Linked DNA regions of Mus musculus: region 2 is linked to region 1. Evidence: chromatin contacts called from public promoter capture Hi-C data. All regions are on one chromosome and are shown on one strand. The core of a region is the stretch at or near the end of the contact, and the rest is flanking DNA. Distances in the headings are between cores, read along the strand shown. Region 1 holds the start of Cdkl1 (cyclin-dependent kinase-like 1 (CDC2-related kinase)). Region 2 overlaps Atl1 (atlastin GTPase 1).

Evidence for each region. Promoter capture Hi-C pulls out the DNA fragments that hold promoters and counts their contacts.
Region 2: a promoter capture Hi-C map of liver shows a contact between it and region 1. The contact joins the enhancer-like site here to the promoter of Cdkl1 in region 1. A contact is called at or near these places in 8 of 39 promoter capture datasets (the 3T3-L1 cell line, the HPC-7 cell line, HPC-7-derived erythroid cells and 4 more), 1 of 15 datasets of contacts at CTCF or cohesin (large pre-B cells), 3 of 115 datasets of contacts at active chromatin or transcription factors (embryonic stem cells and large pre-B cells) and 2 of 9 other capture datasets (adipose tissue and liver).

The regions. Positions count from the first base shown.
Region 1 is chr12:69,788,307-69,795,082 of GRCm38.p6, forward strand. Cdkl1 (cyclin-dependent kinase-like 1 (CDC2-related kinase)) reads right to left here and starts at 2,401. Exons shown (of 10, transcript NM_183294.2): 1 at 2,337-2,401; 2 at 1,681-1,958. The coding sequence starts at 1,848. It overlaps 4930512B01Rik (RIKEN cDNA 4930512B01 gene), which reads left to right and starts at 2,038. Exons shown (of 8, transcript NR_033573.1): 1 at 2,038-2,145.
Region 2 is chr12:69,918,900-69,925,675 of GRCm38.p6, forward strand. The region is part of intron 2 of Atl1 (atlastin GTPase 1); the gene reads left to right. It also overlaps the pseudogene Gm6316. Among named protein-coding and RNA genes, the nearest start is that of Map4k5, 29 kb to the left of the region's middle. Within about 2 kb of position 3,397, at least 4 of the 459 cell types and tissues checked have an H3K27ac peak or open chromatin away from gene starts, as enhancers often do. A contact at or near this core is called in liver, where this site is marked.

The DNA.
Region 1 (6,776 bases), core at 1,151-3,650:
TATCATATATTCACCGAGTACATACTGGATATTAGGAATATCATATAATTTTGAAGAGTTGGAGCTAAAGAGACATAAAACCAGTAATCTCCCACCACCTTACTCAGACTAGAGGAGAAACATTGAGCACCTGGTGTAGAGGGTGGGGGCTTCCTGCTTTCACACGCTCTGTGGTGTTCACCACACACCTCACATTGTTATTTATTTAGGTAGGTGAACACACAGTTGCTACACAGCACTGTGGGGTCAGAGGTCAACCTGGGGGCCTTGATTCTCACTCAGTTAGCATTGACTTGGAAGGAGAAACTCGGGGAGCTACACCTGGAAACACAGTGATAATAAAATGTGCTGAGATACACGTACCTGTGCTGGGAGGTCGGAGAGGACATTCTCTGAGCCAAAGAGAACAGCCACCGTGCTCCTGGGAACACTAATTTTGGTGGATGGAACACATAAGTGTTACTGTGTACCATGGAGGTCAGAGGACAACTTGGGGGAATCGATTCTCTCCTATCATGTAGGACCAAGGGATCAAATTGAGGCTATCAGTTTGGTGGTGAGCACATTTATGCACTGAGCCATCTTTCTAGCCTATTATTATTATTATTATTATTACTATTATTATTGAGTAAATCAACCCATTGAAGACTGGGAATGTGCCTCGGTGAGAGAAGGTTTTGTTAATTTGATAAAGTCTCTGGGTTCAATCCTTAACACCACAAAGTAGTAATAATATTGACAATGATGATGCTAAATAAAGAGTAAGGCAGCTATCAGCTTCTACTGAGAAAGTGGACATGGTCAGTGGCTCACGAGAGCAGAGTGCAACACTGGCTGTGTGGAGGAGAGTAGGCAGAGGACCCCAGCTGGGAACCGGCACAAACATTTGAGTTCACCCCTTCTGAGAGCATCATCCACTCATACACTTGGCCAGGGTCTGGACAGAACACCGAGGCCACACTTTCTGAAGCACAGTTGATTCCCCATGGGAGCCATCCATGGCCTGCCTCATCCTGCAGTAGCAGCTGCATTGCCTCTGAGAAATTCAGAGAAGCCTCTTTCCAGAATAAGAGGGAACACACTTTTGTCTTGTAATGAACACCTTTGTCCAAGGACCTAAGCTTAGATTCCAACACTCACAATAAATGCTGCCCGAGGGCAGCTGTCCACCTGCAATCCCAGTACTAGATCCTGGAGAGCACTGGCTAGCAATCCTAGTGAGACACTGTATCCATATACAAGGGGGAAAATGGTTGAAGAAGATGGCTAGTGTTAACCTTTGGCTTCCAAATGCCACACACACACACACACACACACACACACACACACACACATTTATGCGCGCACACATGAACACACATATACAGATGCATATATAGCCCAAGAAAACAGGACAATGGGTTAAAAATACAAAATGAAAACAAGCTGGAAGCTCAAAACTCAAAAACTCTAGCAAAGTCGAGTTGTTTTAAATTCTGCTTCTTAGAGACCCGTGAAAAGACTGTCTGCAGTTGACGCCAAGAGAGCCCCACACCTCTCCTGTCCACCTTCTTACTCTTACATAATCCGTTCTCTGCGCACAGACTCTGATTTGTGCCATTGAAGACAAAGGCTGTGTGGGAAGAGGGCAGAGCCTCAGCCCAGAGCATCTATCTAGCACAGAAAAAGCAAATTAGCTACCTTGAGCATGCGGATTTCTCGAAGGGCGATTTTCTTTATGACAGGGTCATCTTCGGTTTCCAGAAACCTCTTGATGGCCACGATCTGACCCGTGTCCCTGTTTCTGCACTTGAACACTACCCCATAGGAGCCTTCTCCAATCTTTCCAATTTTTTCATATTTTTCCATTACAGAGGAGGAGCAAGTCTTCTTGAGAACGGATTTTCATATAGTTTTTAAAGGTCGTTTATGAACTGACCTCTCTCGAGCCTCATCAAGTAAGGGCTGTCGTCCGCGATCTAGAGAAAACAAGGCGCGAGTTAAAGAATAAGGATCAGCCAGGTGTGGACTCCACCCCCACCCAGCAATGACATCGCGGTCAAGGCTGGGAGTCTACAGGTGGCTGCCATGGGTGACCTAATTTCAGTTGTCTGTTTCATTCCCTCGAGCTAAAGATGTAGCCAGCATCCAAAAACGAGCCGAGCTGTAAGATAATCTATCTTTTTAACGTTATGGTTCATACGATCTAAGACACTTGAGCTGGCTGGAGCACCAGGAAGGCGAAGGGCTTCCCCGGTTCTAGTTTCGGGTCTCAATTCCCTCCGGAAGAGGACACCGGCTGGGCAACCGGGCCCGTGGGGACTGCGGGAACTGCAGGGACTGTGGGGACCTCCCACCCTGACTCCTGAGGCGCCTCTCGGCCCAGCTCTAGCACAGCAGCCTGCAGCTCGGCTGGGTGACTGCTGCGATCCCCATGGGAACCGCGCCGGTTGGGCGGGGCCGCCCTCCGCCCTGCTGTACCCGCAGCCACTTGGCCGGGTCCCTGACCCCGCGCTGCAGGTCCAGAGGGTTTAAATCGTGGAAATCACAGCATGGAGAGTTTGCAGGGAGAACGCCTGCTCCCAGGCTGTCCTAGCAGCCTGCTCGGGCTAGGGTGACCAGGTCCATACCTTATTACGTCCACTCCTTGGTGTCCGTTCCTCGCCTGTGAACCCCGGAGGACAGCAATTGCTCGGTGCTGCAGCTTCGAAAAATGAATGAGAGAGAGTGAGGCAATAGAGGGAGGCAGGATGGCCTTCCCTCCCATGTAGTGGGGTCTTGGCGGTGCAGAGCCTGCTTTGATTGCCTTGACTCTTTCCCCAATCACCTTCTTATTGAACCTGTTTCAGTACAGTGACAGTGGCAGTTGATGGATGCAGGAAATCTTGAAATAAGGATCGCACAGACAGCCTCTACATTTTGTCAGCCCTTCCATCCCCTATGCTAGGCGCCGAGGTGCTTGTGTGCTGGCGGCAGGGCTACAGCAGAGAAAACGCACGATGTGAAACCTGGCCAACCCGGGGCAAGGAACGTGCGATGCAAATGTACACAGAGCTCAAGAGGAAGCTGGGTCTGGGCATACCGAGCGTGACGGCTGCCTGGCAAAGGGTAGAGGTATAATGAGTTACTAGAATAGACTCGTGGTGGTCTGGGACCCTCCCCAGAAATCATGTGCAAATGTGAATGCCTACTCTTTTTGACTTTTGTCTTCTCGATAGCTTTGCCTTGCCCAGAATATCGCGTACATGGAAACATACAGTGCACAGCTTTTATTGAGTCAGATTCTCACTTCACAGAATACATCTGAGAGCCACACACATCTTGCATTTAGCAGCAGTGTCTTCCTGTTTATTGCCGGGTAGCGTTCTGTTGTATGAACGTACTGACTGGTATTTATTTGTTTATTCAATCCTGGTTGAAGGATATTTGGATTGTTTCCAGTGTGGGGTGATTATACATGAAGCCGCTATAGACGCCGTGCATGGTGCTTTCTGTGAAGCCAGGTCTTCATTTTTCTTGGGGAAATCCTTAGCGGGAGACCTCTGCACATTGAGCTTATCTTTTCCATTTTACCTTCCCACCTGCAATGTCCCCAGTGCCCGGCATCCTTGCGGTCCTTTTGGCTTTAACTATTTTTTAAAAATATTTATTTATCTATTATTACATGTAAGTACACTGTAGCTGTCTTCAGACACTCCAGAAGAGGGCGTCAGGTCTCATTACGGATGGTTGTGAGCTACCATGTGGTTGCTGGGATTTGAACTCAGGACCTATGGAAGAGCAGTCAGCTCTCTTAACTGCTGAGCCATCTCACCAGCGGATTTAGCTATTAAAATAGATGGTTAATGGCTTCTAATGGTTTTAATATGAATTTGACTTTTAACCTTCCCTATAGATGTGTTCTCGCTTCAGGATTCTAAGAGACTTATGGAAATTTTTTGGCGCCAACACCTCTCTCTTCCCCAGTGGGCTGCAGTTCTCACTTGGGACATGGCAAAAGGCAGAAGGACAAACAAACAAACAAACAAAACCCCTCTAGTTGATTGAATTAAGTACAAGATGGCGATCTTATTACTAATTTCCATACTTGGGTGGAGCTCAGGACCCTGTGCTCGCCAGGTAGGTGCCCCCAGTGGGAGACAGGATTGCTGTTATTGTTCCTGTCTCTGACAATGTTCTCCTTCACCTTTTAAGAGAGTTGTTTATAGGGACCACCAAGTAGGGACATTTTGATTTTTCTTTATCACTTTCTCTTTTCACTGGGTAGGTTCTTCTGTGTGATGGCAAGACCACACTGCTCTGAGTTGTTATTGAAAGCAGTCTTATGCTAGTAAGCACATTGGTGGTTAATTGTTTATTCACTTATTCACTTACGCTTGCTGTAGGCAGCCTCTAAGAGGACGCTTAATGACCTGCCTCCTGACAGCTATGCCCTTGTGGGCCTTCTTGAGCTTTGCTCACTCTGTCCTTTTTTTCACGAGAAGCTTTTAACTGTCTTCAGGTTATATAGGTATATAAAGTAAGCTTACAAGTCAAACGTTTTCTAAAATTAAATCATGAAAAAATTATTTTTAAAATAATTCTTGGAGAGCCAGGACTAGTGACATATTCGTGTAAATCTAACACTTGGGAGCTAAAGGTAGGAGGACCAGGAAGGTTAAAGTCTATTCCCAGGCCTCACAGGCAGTTCAAGCCAGCCTAGATCCTGTCTCAAAAAAATACCACCCCTTATGCACCTCTCTCTCTCTCTCTTTCCCTCTCTCTTTTTCTCTCTCTCATACACACTAATTCTTTGGTGTCTATATAATTTTATCACTTATTAAAAACAAAATGAATATGCTCGTTTTTCTTCCTATAAAGAACATTTGATGTTGCAAGAGTATCTTTGTTTTTAAGAGTTGACCAATTCAGCTGGGTGTGGTGGTGCACGCCTTTAATCCCAGCACTTGGGAGGCAGAGGCAGGCGGATTTCTGAGTCTGAGGCCAGCCTGGTTTACAAAGTGAGTTCCAGGACAGCCAGGGCTATACAGAGAAAACCCTGTCTCGAAAAACCAAAAAAAAAGAAAAAAAAAAAAAGTTGACCAATTCCTTGATTTTATAATACTTGGCACCAAAACAGTATAACTATGATATACAGAACCGCAGTAGCATACTTAGGGACATTAAAAAATTCTTGGAAAATTTGTTCTAAACCCCAAGCCAAAATTCATTTAATAGATTCAAAAAAAAAAAAAAAAAAGAGAGAGAGAGACTCAGTCAGTAATTCAAACAGTGATTTTGAAAAAAACAAATGTTCTAAGAACACAAACTAAGGAGATAGTATTTGGATACTTACAGGCTGACGAACTACAGCAAAGCATTAACAACAGTTGTTTCCCCACAGTTAAACCATGAAGTACTTACAGAAACAGCACTGTGCTTAAAAGATGCAAAAGTCTTAAATCTGACAGAAGGTGTTTCAGGTGGTGTTGGCTCCTGCTGAGCCAAATGAAGGTATTTGCAAGGCAGTGTACACTGTGTGTGTATTCAAAGCGAATAAAACGTGCGCATGGTATGCTCAGAGCGAACAAAGGCTGCAATGAAATGACATAATCCACCCCAGCTGAGCGCTCTCAGAAACACCTAGGACTTGTTACTTGCTTGATTTCGAATGAACCTTTGATATCCCGAAATCTTTCACTCTTTCCATTTTTTTTCTTGACAGTCCCGTTCAATTACACAATCTGCCATTTGAGGAAGCAGACCCAAGAGTATGTCTATCTATCTAGTGACTTATCTTTAAGGACTCAAACATGCCAAGTGATGGAATGCCACAAAGTGATGGAGAGTGTGACTCTGCCTTGGGTGCCCTCACTGCTCTGGGGAAAGCTTCGAGTACTCCACAGAGAGGACCTGACAGACCAAGAGGCAGGGAAGAACTGAGAAAGTTAGTCCTGTCAGCATCCCTGTGAGTGAGTCGGGAAGGTGGTCTCCATACTCCACTGACAAATTCAGTTTAACCTGTGAAAAAGAGGACCGGAGGATCCACTTGAGCCAAACCTGGATAACTAGCCTGAGAGACAAATGTTTCTTGTTACACTCTGGGTGATTTGTTGTGCAAAAATAGAACTACCCTTTTATAGTGTCAATAAGTTCTCTTTAATTCCTATTTCCTTAGATAACAAGAATTGATTTCCTTTAAAAAAAAATCACCAGCAAGTGCAGAACTTATTAAATTCTCTACTTCAATTTCGTTTTCCATTTTCATGTGTGCACAGTATGTGTGTGCACCTTTGCATGTGTGCAGGTATACATGTGTGTAAATAGAGGACCGAAGTCAGGAGTCATCTGTGGCTCTCCGATCTTGTTCTCCAAGGAGCCACCCACATGGCCAGTCTCACTGCCAGCTTGCTCTGTGGGGCCCCAGCTGCACCTTTTAAGGCTGGAACATCAGGCAGCCTGCTAAGAACACCCAGCATTCACGTGCTTTCGGGGATCCAAACGCAGGTCTCCATGCTTCATGGCAGCACTTTAACCACCAAACCATCTCCCACTCCCTCCTTGCCTATTGAGATGGCCATATCCACCCCCATCCTTGCCTATTGAGATGGCTGTATGATTTTTCTGCCTTAAGTCTGTTGGCACACTGAATGGCACTGACTAGTAAAATACTGGACCAAGCTTTGATTCCTCGGATAGACCCTTGTGCTCTGTCACTCTGAGACACTGCTGGGTTAGATCAGAAATATTTAATTTTGGTTGATTTTTAAAGATGTATTCATTTTTATTTTATGTGTTAGTGGATTACCTGCATGTAT
Region 2 (6,776 bases), core at 2,147-4,646, 130 kb after region 1:
TGTGTTTCCTATATCAGACTAGAGCGTTCTCTATAGCTCAGGCTAGCCTTGAACTCTCAGCAGTTTTCTAGCCTCAGCCTCTTAGGTGATAGGATTAAAAGCACGTGCCACCACACCTAGCTAATATCATCATATTTTAATTACTGTGCATTTGAAATGTCAATGGCTAGAGCTATAAGTCCTCCAACTTTGTTTTCCAAGATTTCTTTGTTGGCCTTTGTTTTTTGTGTTTCCATCTAAACTTGTTAATTTGTGTAAGAAATATTGCTGAGAATTTGATTATTGTTATAGCTAATCTAGAAATCAAAGGGGTTGTTGACACATTTACAGTATGGAATCTTTAAGTCTGGGAACATTTGTATTTGTATTGTAGTGCTGCTCTGTACTTTCCTTAGAGGTCTGAAGTACCTTTCATTGGTTGCTGTAGTATATTGGCATCGTGATGGCTTACTGGGTGCTCCTCTTCCCATTTCCACAGTCAGATGCAACAGGTGTGGTAGTAGCATTTATCTCATGGCACTTTGCAAATACTGAGATCCAAACACTTTCTCACCCATTACAAACTTGCACTCTGTGTACCAACATATTACTTAAGTTTATTGCCAAATGTGTCACAATTATAATGTCATATAAATGACTTTTCTTACTCAAAAACCGAAGCTTAATATATAAAATTCATTCTTTTAGTGTTCTGTCCTATGACTTTGACAAGTTTGTACAGTCATGTTATAAGACTGTAAACGGAGTATAATCTTTACACTACTCCATATACCTTTGTCTCTCTTTGTAGTCAATTTTGTCTACTCCACTTCTGGCCACCACTAATCTACTTAGCCTACGCTGACTTTTCATACGAATGGGACCATGTAACGTATTGCCATTTAAGTGAGATTTATAAGGTTAAACCATGTTGCATGAATCAGTCGTTTATTCCCTTTCATCCATGAATAATATCCCATTGTATGAATATTCTAGTTTGTTTATTTAATCCCCAGCTGAGGAGCATTTGTTTACTGTTTAAATTTCAACTAATATGAATAAGGCTACTGTAAACATCTGTGGATAAATTTTTGGTTCTCATTTACTTTGGATAAGTTTCTACAAATGGTATTTCTGGGTCTTTGGGTGTGCAACTGTGAGAAAGAACCTGTGTACACATGTGCTGCACAGTCTGGCCTTCCTACATGGAAAACAGTAGCATTCTGTAGGCTTCATATTCTTGTCAGCACTGGGTTCTCTCCCTCTTTCTCTCTCTCTCTCTCTCTCTCTCTCTCACTCTCTCTCTCTCTCTCTCTCCCTCTCTCTCTCTCTCTCTCCCTCCCTCCCTCCCTCCCTCCCTTTCTTTTTCTTTTTTTTTTTTTTTTTTTTTTTTGGTGCAGCGGACTTTATTGATGGTATTCAAGAGAGTAGGGAGGGCTCCCTAGGCCCCTCCTGTTATTATGGGGGTCTGGGATGGAAATTTTGAGGGAGATGCTCAGTGTTGGGGGCCGAGTTGGGATAGGGACTCCTCAGCAACCGAGGGCCTCTCTCTTGCTCTCAGTGTCTTTGCTGGGGTGGGTGGTCCAGGGTTTCTTACTCCTTGGAGGCCATGTAGGCCATGAGGTCCACCATCCTGTTGCTGTAGCCGTATTCATTGTCATACCAGGAAATGAGCTTGACAAAGTTGTCATTGAGAGCAATGCCAGCCCCGGCATCGAAGGTGGAAGAGTGGGAGTTGTTGTTGAAGTCGCAGGAGACAACCTGGTCCTCAGTGTAGCCCAAGATGCCCTTCAGTGGGCCCTCAGATGCCTGCTTCACCACCTTCTTGATGTCATCATACTTGGCGTGTTTCTCCAGGCGGCACGTCAGATCCACAACAGACACATTTCGGGTAGGAACACGGAAGGCCATGCCAGTGAGCTTCCCGTTCAGCTCTGGGATGACCTTGCCCACAGCCTTGGCAGCACCAGTGGATGCAGGGATGATGTTCTGGGCAGCCCCACGACCATCACGCCACAGCTTTCCAGAGGGGCCATCCACAGTCTTCTGGGTGGCAGTGATGGCATGGACCGTGGTCATGAGCCCTTCCATGATGCCAAAGTTGTCATGGATGACTTTGGCCAGGGGGGCTAAGCAGTTGGTGGTGCAGGATGCATTGCTGACAATCTTGAGTGAGTTGTCATATTTCTCGTGGTTCACACCCATCACAAACATGGGGGCATCGGCAGAAGGGGCGGAGATGATGACCCTTTTGGCTCCACCCTTCAAGTGGGCCCCGGCCTTCTCCATGGTGGTGAAGACACCAGTAGACTCCACGACATAGTCAGCACCGGCATCACCCCATTTGATGTTAGCGAGGGGGGGGGGTGTGTCTCGCTCCTGGAAGATGGTGATGGGCTTCCCGTTGATGACAAGCTTCCCATTCTCGGCCTGGACTGTTCTGTTGAATTTGCCATGGGTGGAGTCAGACTGGAACAAGTAGACCATGTAGTTGAGGTCAATGAAGGGGTCGTTGATGGCAACAATCTCCACGGAGATTTTGCCACTGCAGACGGCAGCCCTGGTGACCAGGCGCCCAATACGGCCAAATCCGTTCACACCGACCTTCACCATTTTGTCTACGGGACGAGGCTGGCACCGCACAAGAAGATGCAGCTGTCTCTGGAACAGGGAGGAGCAGAGAGCCTCTTCCTTCCTTCCTTCCTTCCTTCCTTCCTTCCTTCCTTCCTTCCTTCCTTCCTTTCTTTCTTTTTTTCCTTCTTCTCTGTTTCTTTTTTTATATGTGCACAGTATTATCGTTTTTATTTTTCAGCTTATATAATTTCTGTATTTTTTCATTTCCTCTCTCTAAGCTGTTGCCGCCTCGACACCACAGGGTACACTGTGGTCAAATGAGAAGTCAACCATTGATCACTTAGCAAACTTTTTCTGAGGGAATAAAGCTTGATTCACTGGGGCCAGCACTCCCTGTGACCAATGAGAAACTCTGAACTCTTTAAATCTTGGGAGACATTCACACACACACATTCACACACACACACATTCACACACACACACATTCACACACACACACATTCACACACACACATTCACACACACACACATTCACACACACACATTCACACACACACATTCACACACACACACATTCACACACACACACATTCACACACACATATACACATATTTGGTGGATGAAGCAAACTCCAACAAGTTGACTCCAACAACTTTTTTTCTCTTAAGCACCTAAGACAGAGTATTCTATGTGAAAAAAAAGATTACCTCATAACTACAAGTTACACATTCTCTAAAAACAGTCAACACAAAACATATTCTTAAAAAGACAGACTAAAGTCATTACATGAAGGGTTATTGATTACACAAGGGTTATTGATTACACAAGGGTTATTGATTGTGAGCTTCTTTGAAACTTGTCTCTCACTAAACATTTCCCGGCCAGTGTTCTCTCCACAAGGTCAACACAATCCCAAAGCAAGAATTCTCTTGTCATTGATTAACAGAATTTAAGCAAGCCAGTCTACAGTATGTATTTACCAAGAAACAGATCACCATCTATCATATGTCTTATTTTTGAAGTCTTGTTCAGTTAAACTGGCAACATTTGCTCTCTGTTCTTATACTCATTATAGATTATTTACTCTTTATTCCTAGCTCTGCCTTTCCATGGTGTACACAGAAACCTGTGGTCACATCCCTAGAGAACAAGATCCAGGAACTCAGACCCGACCTAGAATGAAATGTTTTCTTTGCTCTCTAACTTGTCCCAAGTCTTTTTCTCTTCCAAGTTCAAGTGTGTGCTTGCCATGCCTGAACGTTCTCTGTGCTCGCTTCTACCTCTGCAGGCTGTGCTTACTCCTACAAGGAGTTCCTGCTGTGTTCTGTGTTTCAGGCACAGCAACTTAAACCATCTCCTTGGACTTTCTATCCACTACTCTAACTTCCTAAACCATTTAAATCAAATCAGGAATCCTGTAAAGTCCTTAATTCATCTAAACAGTATTATCTCAGGAAAGTTTATTTTTATGTTGATCTACAGGGAAATTTGCTCAATAATAATTTCACTCAGGAAGTAACCACACTAGGTTATCTAGGCATTGAAGGTTTCCCCATGTCTAGTCACACCAGGCCAGACACACAGCAATGACAAACATGAGAAGGCACATCAGTAGCAGAAGCAATTCTGGAACAAAGCCCCTTAGGCTGTGCCTCTCCAGAGTACACCCATCAAAGCTGTGAAAAACAGTGAGCCTTATCCAGGAAGCTCACACGGCAGCAGCACTAAGCCCTCCCTCCCTTATACCTAACACACAATCTCTTTCAAGTTCATGGCCTCTTTTCTCGTTAATTGTTATATTCATATACGTATATACATATATTCTTAAGTGTATCATGTTCAATTGGTATAATGTTGTCTGTATCAGGACTGACCATTTGATACTGGATAACTACTGGTGTGCTCTTCCATAGGGAACACTGGTCCTCCTAGTGTCAGCATTTCTTAGTTGCTTGGAGTTCATTGTGTAAGACTGAGACCTCATGAACTTTTTCTGTCCACTTTGGAATGTCTATTTGGGCAGTGATGTTGGTGAGACTTTATGGTTGTGGCTTTTGATGTTACAAGGAGATATTACATGGAGTTTGCTGTGAGATATTACATAATATCTAGGGATCTAGGGATGTGACCACAGGTTTCTGTGTGTACCATGAAAAGGCAGGGTTATGAATAAAGAGTAAATAATCTATAATGAGATATTACATAGTATCTCACAGCAAAATCCATGGTCCTCTGGTTCATACAGTCTTTCTTCCTTCCTTTCCGTTATGTTCCCTGAGCTGTGGGTGTGGGTGTGGGTGTGGGTGTGGGTGGGAGTGTTTGGTAGATGTGGCCGTTGGGAATGGACTCCATAACACTATAGTTTGATTGGGTGTGGTTTTCTGTTGTGGTCTTCACAAGAGAATTTTCCTTGATAAGGGAGAAGTGAAGACTACGTCTGTCTGGGTATAAGGACAAATGCTTACATTTTTGTTAGAGATTATGCTGGCACACATAACTTGTGCTAACCAAGTCTCTAATTGGACCTAAGACCCTCTCAACAAGAGGGAAACCATTCCTGGTACTGGAAACCTACTACTCAGGGACAATGAAGTCATGCATCTTGGAGGAAAATCTCTAACCACGACTCTACTAAACTAGCATAATTCTTAGTATTTTAAAAAAGGTTTTATTTTTATTTTCTGTATAAGTGTTTTGCCTGCACCTGAGCATCACATGTATGCAGTTCCTGAAGAGGCCAGAAGAGGGCATAGGAACCCGTTTCTCGCTACAAAGCCCAGACTAGCTTCAAATTCAAGATCCTCTTGCCTCAGCTTCCGCAGTTATTGGATTGCCACTGTGCCTAGCAGTACAGTGCAATTTTAATTATAAAACAAATTTATCGTATTGATTATAATATACAGCTCCAAAGGGTTAAAATAGCCTAAACTAATATTAATTAGACAAGAGAGGATTTCCATACTATAGATAATAACTTTTCTAAACTATTTTAATTAAGATAAGTATTATTGATATAGGAAAAATTTGATTTCTACTATATACTTTATACAAGTACTAACTCCTGATAGAACTTAAACACCAAAAGTAAAACTTTAAAGCATAATAGATATATTTTCAAATTCTCATAAGGAGTTTATGAGACATAACAAAGTGCTAAATACATAAGAACACTATAATAAAGTTTATTATGTTGAATTAACAGTTGCTCTACATCTGTTAATTTGGAGAGGTGCACGTGTGCTTGTGCAGGTGCAGTGGTTTTGCATGTTGAGTGTATGTTCTTCTCCTGTGTTTTCTGTTTGTCATTCTAAGTGCCTCTTAGGATTGGACGTTCATTTCTTCCTCAGGCTGGGAAATTGTCTGCTGTAACTTCATTGAACACCCTATGCTTTAGTATTTATCTTAACTCTTTCTATCTCATGAGTTCTTAGATTTGGTCTCTTGATTGGCTTCTGAAGTTTGTGGTCATCTGGGTCATTCTTTTTGTTGTCTGTTTGCTTATTTGTTAAAATATGGTGTCTGGAGAGATGGCTTAGTGTTTAAGAGCATTTGTTGCTCTTCCATATGACCTGAACTCAGTTCCCAGTACCCACATCAGGTGGCTTACAACTAGCTACACCTCCAGCTCCAGGGATACTATGTCTTCTTCTGACTCCCATGGGAACCTGCACAAACAAGGTGCGCGCGCACACACACACACACACACAGACACACGATACTATCATACCATATACATAAATAAAAATAATAATATGTATGTATGTATGTATATATGTATGCCACACATGTACGTTAATGATATGAGTGTGGACATGCATGTAAAGGTCTGAATACAAGTTTTTGGGCTCAGTTATTCACTTTCTGTACAAGCCTGAGGGCCTGAGTTTGCTCTCCACAACCATACAAAAACAAGGCATGGTGGTACTCACCCATAAGCTTAGTGCTGGGAAGGTAGAGCTAGGAGGATCCCTGGGGCTTGCCGGCCTGCCAGTCTAGCTGAACCAGTGAGTTCCCGAGTCTGTGAGATGCCTTGCCTAAGACAAACAGGGTGCAGAGTGATTGACCTGTGACCTCCATCTGTATGCACACTGATGTGCATGTACACTCTCAATACACTCATGCGTAGGCACTGAGGCACTGCAAGGATTTGTTTAACTAACCAAGCCTACTCTTAGAGGATGGCGCATGAGAAATACAATCATGAGATTCATCTGTTTCAAAA